Regions from separate parts of the Bombyx mori genome. Here region 2 is linked to region 1. A link is a contact called in public Hi-C data. All regions are on one chromosome and are shown on one strand. Each heading gives the region's core, a stretch centred on a gene start, on an enhancer-like site or on the middle of the called end of the contact. The rest is flanking DNA. Distances are from core to core; before and after follow the strand shown.

What was found. A called contact is a pair of places that touch in the nucleus more often than the background predicts.
Region 2: a contact with region 1 is called in a Hi-C map of whole pupa, with 2.0 times the contacts expected there. The contact joins the enhancer-like site here to the promoter of LOC100134918 in region 1. A contact is called at or near these places in 2 of 7 Hi-C or Micro-C datasets (posterior silk gland and whole pupa).

What each region holds. Positions count from the first base shown.
Region 1 is chr23:16,084,426-16,088,303 of ASM3026992v2, reverse strand. LOC100134918 (sid-1-related gene2) reads left to right here and starts at 1,661. Exons shown (of 29, transcript XM_004930678.5): 1 at 1,661-2,052. The coding sequence starts at 1,805.
Region 2 is chr23:16,246,680-16,250,121 of ASM3026992v2, reverse strand. LOC101736417 (glycogen [starch] synthase) reads right to left here. Exons shown (of 18, transcript XM_004930682.2): 18 at 2,127-3,442. Among protein-coding and RNA genes, the nearest start is that of Mir3258, 6.3 kb to the right of the region's middle. Within about 2 kb of position 1,296, at least 8 of the 8 cell types and tissues checked have open chromatin away from gene starts, as enhancers often do.

The DNA of each region.
Region 1 (3,878 bases), core at 412-2,911:
AGTTTGCAAACGAATAGTAGTGACATCTATTAAATAATAAATAATAGTTTTAAAAAAACTAAAAAACACGCTTTATATAAAATTCAACTAAAAAATAGAAAATAAATTTTAATAAAGTTAAATTGAAAATAGTGTAAAAAAAAATTATTTTTATTGTAAAAAAAGCGTGGGGTGCTTTTTAAGATATTAATGAAATAATAATTCTGTAACTCATATCACTGTCAAATTTTATCAATTTGTGGTTTCTGAAAATCCTTCATTAAAATAAAACATAGGATGGGTAATTTATTACCACCATCAACAGGAGCAATGAAAAACTAACCGAAGCGAAGCCATCTAGTGGCCGACGCCCGTAAATATTTTTTTTGAGTGCTTGAGTTGCTTATCTATAATTGATTTATGTGTATTATCTATGAAAGTAATTACCTCCCTCTTAAACCAAACCAATTAGTAGCATTGGATCTTTCCCATCTCACATATCACAGCCCATGTAGAATGCATGTATGTATGCAGACATGTAGCCACTGTCCATAATAGACGTCAGCAATGCCAGGAAGAAGGATATGTCTATGACCGCTATGCTCCGGAAACACCATGCAGGGGAACTCATTCCAGATCCGAATGGTACATAGCAAAAAAAATATCTGGGATTATACACTGTGGATCAACGCAGTGGTTTCAGGTAGTATGTCCAGGCCTGAAGCACCGGCTCGCTCTGTTGAGGACTTCCAACGTTTTTGAAGTCATCTTGTCTTTACCTTCCGAATGACTCCGATACTTAGTAACGCTCGAAACATTGAGCCCAAGGCTTCCAATCGTGGAGGCTTGTAAAATACCAGAGTAACGGCATTAGAACACCGTCGTCAATGACTTCATTAATTCTCCGTTCATCCAAAAATCTGGCGATCCGCATGCTGAGTCCCTGAGGGAATGCTTAAGCCGGCAGCATTGGCAGAAGTACACCACGTCGAGAAGCCGGAATTACCGCCTGATCGCACTCAGTGTAATGTGGATATCAGACCACACCAGGAGAAGTTTGATGATGTAGCTCTATCGTCGTCGAAAATTGATTACGAGGCCTAAAGTTTCATCAAAAGGCCAGGTTTCCATGATTTTTACCTATCTACTGCTAGTAACCTCAAGGGGTTAAACCAGCTTTACCAAATGTGTGGACATACGGGGCTCAGTTTGTTAAGATTTGCCCTGGAGCAATGCTTCGCTGACCAGACCAAACCACCAGATCGGAATACCGACAGACAGTGTCGCGCCGCTTTTTCGTAAAAGCGTTCCGATGCTATTTTGAGATCCATTCATTCCTCACATACCAAGGTGCTCCGACGGCTATCCTGACAGGCTTGAATGAATTATAAGGTCTGAGTGCGGGTTGTTGAGCAAACACTACACTTACATAAAGCATGATGGAACTTATGCAAGTTTTAAACAGTGTCACATTATTGCCAAGGGACAATTTATTTTAACGATTTATTTTTGGAAAAAGAAAGTAATCATTCGAAATTACAACCTGATCGCATTCGTTTCCTGAACGCATTTATCAACTAACCAATGAACAGGGGATATCGAACATCGTTATTTAAAAAAAAAAAACACAGCCAATAAAATTTGAATGTTTCTCTCACCGGTCATCTGCTACGCTGTTATTGGTCGAACGCTCGAACAGGTGCTATGCGTCATCCGCCATAACGTTGATTGGGATAAGTGAAATCGTTTTGAAAGTATTATTAAGAAAACAGTGATTTGTTTAGTGTTTCATCTTTAATATTGTTTTTTATATGTGGAAACGGACATGACTGAGTGGTACAGAATGAAAACAGGACTAAACAATAAGCACAATTCGTCTGAATTGTCTGTCGAGACATCTTGTGACATGTCGGATCCTTTTAACATATTTTCTGATAATTTGAGCCCGATACCAGCGTCCATTGTGCCTAGGAAGCTAGATTTTAGTAATCTGGACGATGATGACGGCATCAGAGATGAATCCCAGGCGCCTGTATCTCACAGCCCACCTTATAAGAGAGTCAGAGCCTTGAGGTAAGTTAGAAATGCAATTGTGTTTGACAAACACATAAAAAACCCCACGATATTTCAATTCAAAGCCATAGAAACATTCTAGAACCTAATTGAGTTATTTAGCGAGCACAAAAACTGTCTCAAATGACGTTTAGTTTTTTTAATAATAAATATGACAGAAAGACGCCCAGCAATGTTGTGAATAATTATTTGTGTCGTGTTTTGTTATTAAAAACAAAAAATTCAAATAACTTCAAAGTATTTTGAGAACTTTTATCATTTTTTTTAGTTTCCCATACTTGAAAATTTGTCAATATTATGTTAAACTAAGTAATAAATGAAAGGCAACATGTTCTGTCGAATGCTCATTAAATTTAGATTCAGAGTTAAAAAAAAAATGTTTTAAGCTATACACCAAACAAATATTATTTTTCATGTTTGTGTTTTGTAAATTACTAATATACCCCTTGACCCAAGTATCCACTGTTAATTAACCTTGTAAGTAACTATTATATTAAATGTACTATAGTTAAAGAAAGATAAACAGTTTAATTTTGGTCTAAATAACAGTAAACATTGCATTAATCTGTGGTTCAATCTGCCATCTTTGGGTGACATAACAGGTGATATAATAGCTTGATTTTGAAGTTCCTAAAATTACATAAAATTAGATCGAATAGACCTTGATCGAACAGAGTTTAATTTAGTAAAATGAAATTTTTATAATTGACTAAGTGTACTCGCCCGTGGCCTATCCATTAAGTACATGTATCTTCTACATGGATACCAAGTTTCAAGTCAATCGGAGGCATGGTTCAGTAGCTATAACGGAACATCCATAGAAACTCCTGTAGATTTATATATTAGTATAGGTTATAATTATTATTTTCGTAAAAGAGAAGAAATGTAAACAGTACCTGTCACAATATTTGCCACTTTTTGAGAACAGCTCTCTTACATCTGGTGTAGTGAATGCAGGATCTCAATGAAATCAATATTTACTTTATCATCAAAGTGAATCTATATTAGCCATTCTATAAACCTGATCATTTTTAGAACATGGTATGCATATGTATATAATTCATGTTATTTCCTAACCTGATGAAACATGTTCTGACATGCTACACTAAATATCTGTTGTGAGTGTAGAGTGACCAAATTATTTTGAGACAAATTCATATCTATACATATTCTTTGAAATAAGGGACAAATAGTATGTAAAAATATGATATGATTATGATAAATTAATAACAATAGATTTAATTTGAAATTAATAGTTTATTTATCTTAAACACAGTAGAAGTGTCTGGCAACTGATAAGAAATAAAACAGCAGAGTATAGGTATTGGAACTAAAAATAACATTAGAATAATGAATTACAATTTTTGATATCTCTCTTAAAGTACACTAAAATCAACTGCCAAGTGTAATCTAGGCTTTAGGTTTTGTCTGCCTGTTGCCACTATGCTGTATTTTGGAAGTTCATAAATAATGAATATACCAAAAGGACAAGAATCATACTTTAGAAAATAATTAAGGTCCAATATGTTCAAAAGAATATAAGAGAGGATAAAAACTGATGGTAGCTAAAATTTATGAAAAGCCAATTTATAGGCTATTAGTGAATAAAACGTTGACAAAGCCTGCTTAAAAGGCTGGTGGTCGATTAAGTGTTAATATCAATAGTTGGTTCCAACTTCATTTTTGGGAATAGTCATATTATATTCATGAGCATAGACAAAATGATAATGTCAATCACATTTTGATGTTGAATCACACAATTTTATGGGCTTTTTTTTATTGTAATTTTTAACCAAGAATTGAACTTGTCTTTTGTAGTACTGCAG
Region 2 (3,442 bases), core at 47-2,546, 160 kb before region 1:
CCTAGATGTGTGGACGAGCTCACAGCCCACCTGGAGTTAAGTGGTTACTGAAACCCATAGACATCTACAACGTAAATGCGCCACACACCTTGAGATATAAGTTCTAAGGTCTCAGTATAGTTACCACGGCTGCCCCACCCTTCGAACCGAAACGCATTACTGCTTCACGGTAGAAATAGGCGGGGCGGTAGTACCTACCCGTGCGGATTCACAAGAGGTCCTCCCACCAGCAATTACGCAAATTATAATTTTGCGGGTTTAATTTTTATTACACGATGTTATTCCTTCACCGTGGAAGTCAATCGTGAACAATTGTTAAATACGTATTTCATTAGAAAAATTGGTACCCGCCAGCGGAAGTCGAACACCGTTGCATCGCTATATACAAATGCACCGGACGTCTTATCCTTTAGGCCACGACGACTTCAAATCTTAAAGACGTACTTAGAAATGAATGCAACCGACTCACGCTGTACTGAAGTTGCATTGACTGCCGAATTACGGAGTTAAGTAAGCCCGGTAATGATATTGACAAAGGTTGTGGAACACCGAATCGTTGAGCAGTGACGTAGCGATCTTAACTCACGCCCGGGAGACAATACCTTTTTAGCGTAATATTTTCCAGAAAACAATTATAATGAAAATAAAAATTATCCAGCAATTTTTTGTTTTGTGAACCATTTGGCGCCCCTTTGTGAGTAGCGCGAGGGACATGATGCCCCTTCTTGACCCCCAAACCCCCAACCGCCCCCCGCTACACCACTGCAGTTGAGATACAAAGGTTACACGGTTGTCTCGGCTAAGGTCCGTCTCAACGGGGGCTCGGAAGCAGGTTTTACTGTATTCAACTTCAATATGACATCCGCCTACTGCCCTTGACGCGGAGGTCGCGCGATTTCCAACCTCAAAAAAGAAAATCACATTTCAACTTTGTAATCCCTAAAAGCAACTAGATTCATAGAAGACTTCATCTAGATGCTTCCGTATTAATTCAAGCATTGTACTACTTAAGTATTTAAAATCCAATTCATTGGGTACAGTGGAAAATTTTAATTTTCAGTACACAGAAATTACGAGTATACTGTTGTTTAACTAGATAAACGATCTATTACAATGAAATTGTTATTAGAAACATAACAATAACTCCGAACATGCTATTGTTTACGATAAACCATATGCATATAACAATAAAAAATAATTTATCAATTATTAAAATAGTAGGCTTTGTTTCACGGCTTAATAAATTAGGTACCGTCTCATACGGCCATCTATTTCTCAATTTTTATACTATTAAGTGAGTTTTTATAGAACTAGGTGGAGCTACTGGGTCAATACTTCAAGCATTCATCAATAGATGTCATTTTCAAATATGTTTTGATATTCGACGACAGATGGCGCTTAATCTTTATTGTGCTGAGCTACTGGGTACTTCACTACTAATCAATAGATGTCGTTTTCAAATATGTTTTGGTATTCGACGACAGATGGCGCTTAATCTTTATTGTGCTGAGCTATTGAATACTTCACTACTGATCAATAGATGTTTTCAAATATGTTTTGGTATTCGACGACAGATGGCGCTTAATCTTTATTGCGCTGAGCTACTGGATACTTCACTACTAATCAATAGATGTCGTTTTCAAATATGTTTTGGTATTCGACGACAGATGGCGCTCAAATTTTATTGTGCTGAGCTACTGGATATTACTTCTACTACTTCATCAATAGATGTCGTTTTCAAATATGTTTTAGTATTCAACGGCCGACAGCGCTTAAATTTTATTATGCTAAGCGCAGCTGAGCTACTGGATACTACTGCTACTCATCAATAAATATATTTTATGTCGGTTTCAAATATGGAGGTTTCAGCTGGAGATGTTATTTGAACACCAAGCGCAAGTGTTCACACCATCTATACCAAGCGCTTAAGGTAATAATAGAACCAATCCCGTCTGGAACGGCGGGACCGATTTTGACGGGACTTTCACTGATAGGTAGCTGATGATATAAGGAGTAACTTAGGCTAGTTTTTCTAGACTAGCTTCGCCCCGCGGCGTCACCTGCGGTACGACAATAACCATGGGTAACATCGCGGAACTCAGCTAGTTTGAAATAAAACACAAGAGTTAAATATGAAAATAAAACATTTTATTAAAAAACTTAATATTTATTTACAGCTAAGATCCAACTGTATGGCACTGATCTATTGCTAGCTTGAGACGTGTGCAATCCAGTGCTTGTATAGGTGTTGGCACTCTGAGACGCCCAGACGACTCATTACCTCAAACTCCGATTCCACTCAACACGCGATTGCATTACTCGAAATTAATCCTCGGTTGAGTTGAGGAATCGGTTAAATAAACTCACACTCGAGGAATATGATTTTGTTTAACTTTTTTTTTAATCACCTCTAAAACTAAGTTTATTTTCACTTATAATTAATATTTAAAACGTTTTCAAGCGGCGTCGAAATAACCGCTAATTGCACAGTGTGAAAACAGGGATTCCTCAAGGCGTTTCCTCGGTTGAGTCGAGGTAAAGGAAACCGCGCTTTAATATCTGATTTGAAGAGATCATTAATGAGTAATTATGAGCAAATTTTGTTCTTGTATCCAAGTTTTTTTGGGAGCCCATAGACATCTACAACGTAAATGTTGCCACCCACCTTGAGATATAAGTTCTAAGGTCTCAGTATAGTTACAACGGCTGCCCCACCGTTCGAACCGTAACGCATTACTGCTTCACGGCAGAAATAGGCGGGGTGGTGGTACCTACCCGCGCGGACTTACAAGAGGTCCTACCCCCAGTAAAAACAACCAGTATTACACGAATAAACCAGGGGTTTTATTATGGCGAGCACATTGTCCGCATCATAACAGATGCACATTATTCGCCTCCGACGAACGTGCGTCCGCCAGTACAATGCGCAACGTGTAATCATTACTTACAAATAAATTTAAAATAAATTATTTTATTTCATTTGTGCTTCAACTATGTCCATACATCGCGTGATAATAAATCCTTTAGAAATTTAATAAAAAATTTAATAGCGAACTAGAATTATAAACTTATCGAAATCATCTTACTATAAATTAGTAAGAACGTTGATCATAAATTGAGCATATATTTAAATATGAATACCATGAGCCCACAATTCATATTCGTGCTTATGTATTGCAATTTATTTAAAACATAATAAATTTTCCTGTCCCAAGTTTCATCCATAGATAACACATGCCTTTGTAAACATCATTTTAGCGCGTATTTTTTTTGCCTACTAACTATGGTAAGCTTGGGCCACTTTTGCGCTGACGGTCTCATATATAAAAGCACATATATATTATATATATGTATATAGTTCATGACACGTGAATACAATTCCGTATAAATAGTGTACATGACGTCACATGACGTCCATTTTTTTTAACCGACTTCATAAAAT